2 separate regions of the Rattus norvegicus genome follow, and region 2 is linked to region 1. The links are chromatin contacts, called in public Hi-C maps. All regions are on one chromosome and are shown on one strand. Each heading gives the region's core, a stretch centred on a gene start, on an enhancer-like site or on the middle of the called end of the contact. The rest is flanking DNA. Distances are from core to core; before and after follow the strand shown. Region 1 overlaps Osbpl8 (oxysterol binding protein-like 8). Region 2 overlaps Osbpl8 (oxysterol binding protein-like 8).

Region 1 (5,161 bases), core at 799-3,298:
GGTCATCAAACCAAGCAGCAGGGAGGTACCTTTACTTGTTGATCTGTCTCACTGGGAACATTAGCCCCTTGAAACCTCAGCAGCAAACACCTCTAAAGACTGGGATTATGCTTAATAGGGTAACTTGCCAAATTTAAAGAGGTAATTTATGTTTCTTGAGAGTGATAAATTCTTTAAAAATATTTTATACCTTAGAATTCTATCATGAAAAGCATAAATAAGAAGTAGCGTATGATTCTGTACAATATCACACACAATGTAGGTGTATAAATATGTAGTTCAGGGGTGTGTGTGTGTATGTATGTATGTAAATATGTAGTCGGAGAGTGAGAAATCAACATTCTTTTTTTTTTTTTTTTTTTTTTTGGTTCTTTTTTTTCCGGAGTTGGGGACCGAACCCAGGGCCTTGTGCTTCCTAGGCAAGCGCTCTACCACTGAGCTAAATCCCCAACCCCGAAAGCAACATTCTTTAAGGCTTCTCCCTCTGCTCTACATTCGACAAGGCCCTTAAGATGTGGCTGTTAGAGATGGATCTGATAAAACCTTTGTTTTCTATACCTTTTCACCAAAAAGGGTTACTATTGCTGTGGTGAAACACTAGGACCAAAAGCAAACTGGGAATAAAGGCTTTATTTCTTCTCACAGTTCCGTGTTAACACTTTATCATCAAAAGCAGTGAGGGCTGGAACCTTGAGGGGGGGAACTGATGCAGAGACCATAGAGGAGCGCTGCTTACTGGCTTGCTCCTCATGGCTTGCTCAGCCTACTTTCTAATAGGACCAACCAGTCCAGGGATGGCACCACCCATAATGGTCTGGGCCCTGTCCTGTCCATCACTAATTAAGAAAATGCTCTACAGTGTGTGAACATCCTCATCTTCTGAAGGCATCTTCTCAATTGAGGTTCCTCCCCTTAGGTGACTTTAGCTTGTGTCAAGTTGACATAAAACCACCCAGGCAGAGACTTGATCTTGTAGCTTTGCTTCCTGCAATAGCTCCCGTGCTTTGTTTGAAGGTCAACATTACTGATTTCTCACTCACTGTGTGTGTCATTTTCTCATTACACATCATTCTTAGGCTGGGAATGAAATGGCTGAAGATTTTAACTAGGTGTTTTAGCTGTCCTTTCTAAGAAATAAGGATACTTTCTAAATAAAATGTAGAAAAAATTGCTATTGTACGTACAGAATCCCAGTAGAAATCTGTTAGTGTGAGTATTATAAGAAGAGCAATTCTGTAGTCTTTCATCAGTTTTACATTTGAACATGACCATGAGAAGTGATTATTAAAGTGAAATAATATAAAAAATTCTTCATAATGAAAGAATTTTATTTTTTTACTTTATTTTATTCAATACCTGTAATCCCAGCTCTTGGGTTGCCAAGGCAGGTGGGTCTTGAGAAATCCAGGCCAGCTTGAGCCCCATGAGGGGCTTAGAGGCAGTATAGGAGGCATATCAATACTGCCTCAGAAATTTTCACACACACACACACACACACACACACACACACACACACACACAGAGAGAGAGAGAGAGAGAGAGAGAGAGAGAGAGAGAGAGAGAATTATGATTGTTCATATTCGGTTTCTTGAAATATATTATAATGTCATGAGGTCATTGCTTTATTTAGTTTTTAATTTCTACCTATTTATAAGCAGGGTCTCCCGTAGCCTAGATTGTCCTTGAGTTTTCTCTGTAAGAAAAGGAACCTGTGGCCTTAATTTCCTGATCCTTTGCCTCAGTGCTGGGATTACAGGCATGTGACACAATGCCTGAATAGTTTTCTGGGGAAAGCTTTCCAAATGAATTGAATTGAGATTCTGAAAAACTGTAAAGGCTTTCAAAGTTCCTGTAGCACACGGTGACAGATGCACAGCAGGTCCATATGCTGCAGGTCTATTATTATAGTTAAATCATTATTTTTGCTTTAGAGAAGGGCTGTGGCTAAGTTCCAAGAGAGTGAAACTGGTAAATTTGGATATTCACATTGTTTTTCAACAGGAAGAGCTCTCTCTCAGTTGGCTCTGTGCCTCATACATAACATTGCGTCTCCTAGATGAAGAAGCTACAATTCTGGATGTTACTGTGCAATTTAAATGGATATTTGCATCCGATGGAAAGACACTCTGATTTTTTTCTCCCATATATGGACTTAATGTCATAGGCTCACTAATTCTGCATCTCCTCACGACTGCTCCTTTCCGCCTCCGTGCTTCTGCACAGCGCCAGTCCCTCTACCTGCCTGACCCTCCACCTGCTGGACACTCCCTTCTTTTCTTCTCTTTTCAAAACTTGCATCTAAAATTATTTCCTCTAGAAAGCCTTCATCATTTCCTCCATGTAACTCTCACTGTCTTTGCTTTACCTTCATACAGACCCGAGATTTAGTGCTGTGAGCTGTGCTGCTGTGAGCTGTGCTGCTGTGAGTTGTGCTGCTGTGAGTTGTGCTGCTGTGAGCTGTGCTGCTGTGAGTTGTGCTGCTGTGAGCTGTGCTGCTGTGAGCTGTGCTGCTGTGAGTTGCCAGCACCCATGCAGTGCTAAGATTAACTGCCCCATCTAACTGTCACAGCTACTCTGACTTCCATTTCACAGATAGGACAACAGAGCACATGCATTTTCTTACTTACCACATGCATTTCTTAAGGCATACTCTTAGGTTTAGCTATGCTAAAATTTGAACATTCCCCTATCATTTTAACAGTGAGTGTGTGTGAATTGAGATAGGATCTATGTTGCCCAGGCTGGCCTTAGTTCATTGTGTAACACAGGCTGTAGGCTGGCCTCAAAGTCATGATGATCCTTCTGTCTCAGCCTTCTAAGTGCTAGACTTAGAAGTATGTACAGGGTCTCCAGCAGCATTGCTTGGGATAGTGTAGTCTTGCCTTTCTCTTTCTCTCTCTGTAATTGTTAAAACACAACTTAAAACCTCCAGGGTGCATGCAATTTAAATTAGAAAGTACCCATTTAGAATAACAGTTTGCAGTTTGTAGTTGTAGACACCCATGAAGCTATCAGCACAATGTAGACAGTTGTTCCAGTAGCCCTTTAAAACTCACACATGCCTCTTCCCTTCATCCCTATTCTTGCTCACTTTCCCCCCAGATGACAGCTGACCTGGGCTCTGTCTTAACACTTTTGCCTGTTCTCAATTCATACAGTTAGAGTAGATGCTCTAGTCTGGCTTCTTTGCTTCTGGATACTGTCTCACTGTGTGTGACTATGCTACAATTCATTTATTTGCTCACTTGTTAACAAGCATTTAGCTTGTTTCATGTTTCTTTGTACCTATTATAAATGAAGCTGTTATAGAAATGAAATCTATGTTGTAGGTCTGTGGCTAGCTACATCTCCATCTCTCTTGGGCCTGCAATGGAAGAGTGCTTTATTTGGTTCTTGCTCATCGTCATCAATACACATATTATCATTTTAAAGTCCTTTAGCTATCTTTGTCATTCTTCAGTAGCGTGTCATTGTGGCTTTTCTGCACATCTCTTTGATGACTGGTAGAACTGAGCACCGTGCTTGAACTAGCCTATATAGCTTTTTCTTTCCTTCCTTCCTTTCTTCCCCCCGCCACCCCCCCCCCACCTCCCCGGAGCTGAGAACCGAACCCAGGGCCTTGCGCTGGATAGGCAAGCGCTCTACCACTGAGCTAAATCCCCAACCCCTTCCTTTCTTTTTTAAGACAATGTCTTATATTGCAGCCTTTGATGACTTTGCACTCACAGCAGTCCTGCCTTAACCTTTTAAATGATAGAATTATAGATGTAATCTATAATTCTGGCTATAGAATCTTTAATCTACTTTCAAATTAGTGCTTCTCATCTTTTTTTAAAACTCAATTCTACTGACTTAAAAATTATTTCTTAAGATTTTATTTTTATTTTATGTATATGTTGTTTTGTCTGCATGTATGCATCTAGTACTTCTGAGCAGGGAGGCTAGGAGAGGGTGTTGAATTCTTTGGAATTGGAATGAACTACAGATAATTGCAAGCCACCATGTGGTTGCAAGGAACAGGACCTAGGTCCTCTGAAAGAGCAGCCAATGCTCCTAACTGTATCTTTCCAGTGCCTCACCCATTGACTAATATACTTTTTTCTGAGACATGTTTCCTGTAGAGTAGTCTGATGTCAAATTCCCAGGAACTGAGGATGACTTTGGACTTTGGGTTTACTTCCTTTACCTCCTAAGTGTTGGAATTCCAGGTATGGAAGGCCATGCCTGGTGAGGGAGCTTTATGCATGCTTGGCAGTCTCCATTCCTAACATTGTTGAACAAGAGTTTAATTTAATGATGTCTGGCACATGAAGTTCAGGTACTCCCCCCTCCTAGTTTATATTTTTGGTTTCCTGAGAATTTTTTTTAACCAGTTCTCCAGCAGAGACTTATGCTGGCTGGTTCTGAAGTATCAGTGCTGCTTGTATCAAGGAAGACTCAGAGGGTACTTTGAGTCTGTCCGTAGGGGTCATTCAGTGATTAGTGTTCTTTAGCTGTGCTGTCATTGGTTTGAGCAACTAACTCTAGCTTACAGAGGTGTAGCTTGCTGTGTGTTTTTAAATATATGTACAAGTGTTTGGCCTATGATGTTTGTGCATCACTATAGTGTATATAGAGGTCAGTAGAGGGCATGAGATTACCTGGAACCAGAGTTATAGATAGTTGGGAACCACCATGTGGGTGCTGGAAATCAAATCCAGGCCCCCCAAGAAGAACAGCCAGTTGTAGTTTTTTGTTTTTTGTTTCCCTTATTTTGAAATGGTCACACTATATGGCCCCTACAAGCCTGGAACTTGCTGTATAGACTAGGCTGGCTCTGTACTAGAAGGGATCGCCTGTCTCTGTCTGTCATGACTGTATTGAAGGCATATGTCACCACATCTCACTAGCTTGCTAATTTTGAAGAAGATCTGTGAATTGGGGCTGAAGTAACTCAAGTCATATATCAGAAATACAGGATTTGAATGTGAAATCTGGACTTGGGATATAGCTCAGTGGTGGAAACCTTTCTATCATAGACCTTTCTCCCAGAAGAGGGGATGCCTGGGCACAGTTTGAACAACATACAGGCATTAGGAACATGAAGAGTAGAGCAGGCAGGCTCTTACAGCATCTGCTGGAAGTGGCTCATAGCAGCAGGTCCTGGAGAAGAAGTACAAGA
Region 2 (5,161 bases), core at 1,086-3,585, 79 kb after region 1:
TGGGTGTCTGGCTGTGGGTGTGTGACTGTGGGTGTGTGACTGGGTGTATGACTGGGTGTCTGGCTGTGGGTGTCTGGCTGTGGGTGTGTGTCTGGGTGTGTGACTGTGGGTGTGTGACTGTGGGTGTGTGACTGTGGGTGTGTGACTGTGGGTGTGTGACTGTGGGTGTGTGACTGTGGGTGTGTGACTGTGGGTGTGTGACTGTGGGTGTCTGCATCTGTTTCCATCAGCTGTTGGATGCAGCCTCTCAGAGACAGTTATGCTAGGGCTGAGAGTTCTAAGGCTCCTCCTAATTTGAACAGTGAGATGACTGTAAGCCATAGTAGTTTGAACTCTATGAGCATGAATAGCAGCAAGCATGTCTGAATTGAGTGGCTCATATTTGCTCTTTAACATTAACGACTGTATATTCAAAGGTTGTAATCACTGAATATTGCCATTTCCCCCAAAGGTTTTGAAAGAGGAAAAGAAGACATTTCTCAAAATAAAGATGACTCTTCACTTTCAATGTCAAAGAGCAAGGTAGGCATACTGTTGTTCTCAGTGTGTGATAGGACATTTTTCTGACATTTAAAATGCAGGCACTAAACTAAAACCCTGTAAGTGTTCATAGGAATGTTTATCTTGATATTTTTAAACCACACAGCATATATGAAAAGTATAAAGGTCTATGCTTGGACTGACTGGGGTGCAGTGCAGTACAATCAGAGCAATGTGCTGATTGGTAACCCCTGCTCTCTTCAGAGGAACTAGTTTTGGTATGTGGGCTGCAGTAGACCTTCTCAAACTGAAATCTCAAAGCTTCACTCAGAGATGTTTCAGGCTTCATGTTTTTAACAAGACATTTTTAATTATTTTAAATTTATTTATGACAGTCAAAATATATACATGTAGGCTTAGATTTTTTTTAAACCTACTTTCAACAGGGGTTCTCAAACACTTTGATCCCCCCTACTCCTAGCCCACCATCCAAAGGTAAGGGGAAAAGATGGTAAATAAGGACAAAGGGATGTGGGCCTGTGTAGAAGGAGTTTTGGGGGGCAATTCCAACCTCCATTTGTCAGGATACCTGCAGTCCAGTTCAGTAGTGTCAGAATATCGAACATGAATCAGCAGTGGTGACATGATCCAGCAAATAACAGCCAGCCTCTGCCGAACTGCGCAAGTCAGTGGGAATAACCAGAGCCAGCTGGGTTGCCAGTTCACTGCCATGCCTCTTTCAATGAAGCAAGATCAGTGAAGGTAGGAGACCAATGACGTGTTGCACAGCTAGCTATGCAAGCGCCCCGTCAATGTCCATTAAGTCCTATGCATACTCTCTCCAAACGTCATGTGTCCTCCCCTGGGTTTTGCCTCAGCAAAATACCACAGGAGTCTGCATCACATGACACCACCAAAAACTTCCACTTCATATACATTAACAGATGATGAACAAAAACTTTACAGTAGTGTCCTATAATTAAAATAGGACATGGTTATTCTAAGTTAATATTTTTAAAAGTACCACTAGAGTGATACCACTAGGGTTATATAGTGGCAATCTATAGATTGATAAAAGTTGAATGAGTTTTTCAAAATTTGTCAAGGGATTTGACTTCCAACTTTTTTCTGATAAGATTAAGTAGCAATGATGAGAGCTTCTTAAAAGTTTTTGGTATCAAATAGGTTGAAAGAAAACCTATTTCCTTTTTTTAAAGATTGATTGATTGATTGATTGATTGATTGATTGATTGATTGATGTGTGTACACTGTAGCTGTCTTCAGACATACCAAAAGAGAGCATTGGATCTCATTACAGATGGTTATGAGCCACCATGTGGAAGATCAGTCAGTGCTGTTAACCACTGAGCCATCTCTCCAGGCTCAGAAACCTATTTCTTAAGCCAGTGAAGTGTCTGCTGTCCTAGCAGTAGGCTTTGTTCATCCTACCTTATGTGTTTTCTCCTGTTCTTAGGAATAGTTGAAAGGATTACACTGCATGTTTTGATTGCCGTTGTGTACAGACTAAACACAGAATAAGAATATTAAGAATAGTCATCACTTCAGGGTGTATGTTTAGGATGAAGTTTCACAGCACATTTATTTACTGGGCATATGTGTGCAGGTACATGTGTGCATGTAGGCATGTGGGGGTAGAGGACAACCTTGAGAGGCACTACCCATCTTTTCTCTAATATACAGGGTTTCCTATTGGCCTGGAATTCACCAGGTAGGTGAGACTAGCCACAGTGAGCATAGAGACTCTGCTTCCCCACTCTTCAGCGTTAGAATTACAAGCACACATGACCACACACACCCGCTTTTTGTGTGGGTTCTGGGGATCTAACTCAGGACCTCATGCTTCCCAAGTGAGTCATCTTCCAGCCCCAGTACAGTGTATTTATATAGCATACATGGGGAAATGTTTAGTCATGTAGGTGGGAAAATGTATTTCTTTTTTTATTCTTTGCAAGGTTTATAGCTGAATCCCTATAATAAAAGACATATCAACAAGACAAAAATATACACATTTATTTAATGTAATGTCACATAATGTTGGAGCCTTTAGAAACGAATAGGGAAACCTATATAGTTTATGTTTCGGTTTGATGAAGAGCACAGGCCTGATTGAGCAAAAAGGCTACCAAAGGGGCTAGAGCTCTTGTCTGGTGGCGAGCTCCTCATCCAGGGCTTAGCTCCTTAAAGCATTCAGAGGGTGCTCTAGTTGGCTTTCTATTGCTGTGATAAATTACTGACCAAAGCAGCTCTGGGAGGAGAGCTCGCACTTCATGCTACAGTCCGTCACTGAGGGAAGTCAGGACAGGAACTTAATTAGGAACCTGAGGCAAGAACTGAAGAAGAAAACGCTGTTTACCAGCTTGCTAAGCCTGCTTACTTAGTATACCACCCAGGACCGCCAGCCCAGGGGTAGCACTGCCCACAGCAGGCTGGGCCCTCCCACATCAGTCATCAATCAAGATGGAGGTAATCCTTCAGTTCGTGTTTCTCAGATGATTCTAGTTTGTGATGAGTTGACAAAAGCTAAGCAGCACAGAGAGGATAAGGAAGGGCAGAAGGCAAGCCTGTTTGTGGAGATTCTTCTCAGTATCTGTGTGTCATTGGATTCTCTCCACCTAAAATTACATATTCGTTTGTGGCCTGTCAAAGGGAGACAGATAAGGTGCAGTCAGAATGGCTTCTTCCTTCTGCACTTTTCTCTTGGCTTCCTTTGTCTTAAAATAAGCAGTATGCTGAGACGCTGCATTCTGGAGCACTGTGTGCTGAGCTCTGCTGTTCATTATATAGAACCTATAACTTAAAGTCAAAGAAAAGCATATCCTGCTCATAGCTTGAAATACAGTAGGATTATTTTTAAGGCTTATTTTAAGCACTTAGTACTGGAATTGTGGAAAATATGGTTTAGCAGTATCCTTGTGCAGGAGCTTTAATAAATAGAGTCTCAAAGCCATGTGCCGTCCATATGTACCTTGAGAGATAAGGAAACAGCAGGGAGACTGAACTCTGCACTCTTTTTTTTTTTTTTTTTTTGGTTCTTTTTTTCGGAGCTGGGGACCGAACCCAGGGCCTTGCGCTTCCTAGGCAAGCACTCTACCACTGAGCTAAATCCCCAACCTCTGAACTCTGCACTCTTGATGGACACCAATGATGGAAACAGAAATGGGCCTTATGGTGATTTTTGTATAAAGGAGTATTTGGTGTGTTGATTTTAAAAATTAAATGGATGTTCATTCTACTAGGTACACCTCAGCTGCTAAGTAACTGCCCATGGCTGGTGGCTCCCATGTCAAACAACTCAAATGTAGTGAATTGGAGCGCAGTCTGGACTGCATGTGACCATGTCCTGAACAAACAAGCAAAAACCATAGTGAATAACTCCTAATACTTTTGGTATTAGTAATATTCACTCATTCTGCCATTTTTCAAGAGAACTATAGTAACTAGTTTGTTCCTAAATATTTTAATGTATAACCTACTCATTCTTATTTAAGTAATTTGGGGGAACAAATTTAAATTTTAAAATTTTTTATTTGTATGTGTATAGGTCTTTTGCCTGCATATATATCTATACACCACATGTGTGATACCCAAAGGAAAGCTGAATCAGAGCACATAACAAGTATTACGCTAAACACTTTATGTGTGTCACCTCATTTAACCCCCAGAACAACTTATGACAGTGGAGTCCTGTAGTAGCCAAACCAAATGTTGTCACTTGCAGTTGTTGGGGAAACATTTTCTCTTATTTATAAAGAAAAGTTTTCACATTGATTCTGGTTGTATGAAGAGCTTTCAAAAGCAATAACCCGATGAAGTGAGCTTACCAAAACCACGAAGCTCAGTGTTCACAGGGCACAGAATTCACTGTATGATTGGGATGCTGTTTAATCTGAGGTACAACTTTCTTCCACTCCATCTCCCGTTGCTTTAAGCATTCCGTGAGGTGGTACATACACAATGCTTGTAAGTAGTACGCAGCCACTAATTTCATCAACATTCAACCTAACAAACGAGGCGAGTGTTGTTCGTTAGACAGTATTATCTAACGTGCTCTTCCTGTTTGTAGGAAGTAGAGTTCTGTGACAGTTGTAATGCACTGCACCCTCTGACAGAAGCTGTGTCATCTTTTGGGGCTGTCTGGTTTGGGGAAACAGATAGCTGTGTAGCAGGAGTAATTATGAAAATTGTTTTGGTATCAGAGTTTGTGCCATCATCATGAGGACAAGCAATATGGTATTTCAAGCTACTTAAGTCAGCAACTTAAAAGTTTAAGCAGGGGGCTGGGGATTTAGCTCAGTGGTAGAGCGCTTGCCTAGGAAGCTCAAGGCCCTGGGTTCCGTCCCTAGCTCCAAAAAAAAGAACCCCCCCCCAAAAAAAAAAAAGTTTAAGCAGGTTGAGCTCTGTTTTCTGCGTTGAAAATAATTTCAGCTTGTTTCCTATCAATTTACTACCATCATCATAAGCTCTTCTATGCCCCATTTATGTAAAGGTCTTTCATGCCAACCACCAGGGGTATTTTTAACATGAACAAGATAAATAAGCTTCAATGACATTTCCATTTTGTTAGTTGGTCAAAAATGTTTAGCTCATTCCTTTTCTTCAGCTGGTACACTGGCTGTCTTATCACCAGTGAATAACTATGGTACTGTCACCATGGGTCATA

The links. A called contact is a pair of places that touch in the nucleus more often than the background predicts.
Region 2: a contact with region 1 is called in a Hi-C map of frontal cortex, with 1.6 times the contacts expected there. The contact joins two enhancer-like sites. A contact is called at or near these places in 2 of 12 Hi-C or Micro-C datasets (frontal cortex and liver).

What each region holds. Positions count from the first base shown.
Region 1 is chr7:48,505,498-48,510,658 of GRCr8, forward strand. The region is part of intron 1 of Osbpl8 (oxysterol binding protein-like 8); the gene reads left to right. Among named protein-coding and RNA genes, the nearest start is that of Osbpl8, 25 kb to the left of the region's middle. Within about 2 kb of position 2,049, at least 8 of the 93 cell types and tissues checked have an H3K27ac peak or open chromatin away from gene starts, as enhancers often do.
Region 2 is chr7:48,583,811-48,588,971 of GRCr8, forward strand. Osbpl8 (oxysterol binding protein-like 8) reads left to right here. Exons shown (of 24, transcript NM_001309455.2): 5 at 452-522. Among named protein-coding and RNA genes, the nearest start is that of Bbs10, 51 kb to the right of the region's middle. Within about 2 kb of position 2,336, at least 14 of the 93 cell types and tissues checked have an H3K27ac peak or open chromatin away from gene starts, as enhancers often do.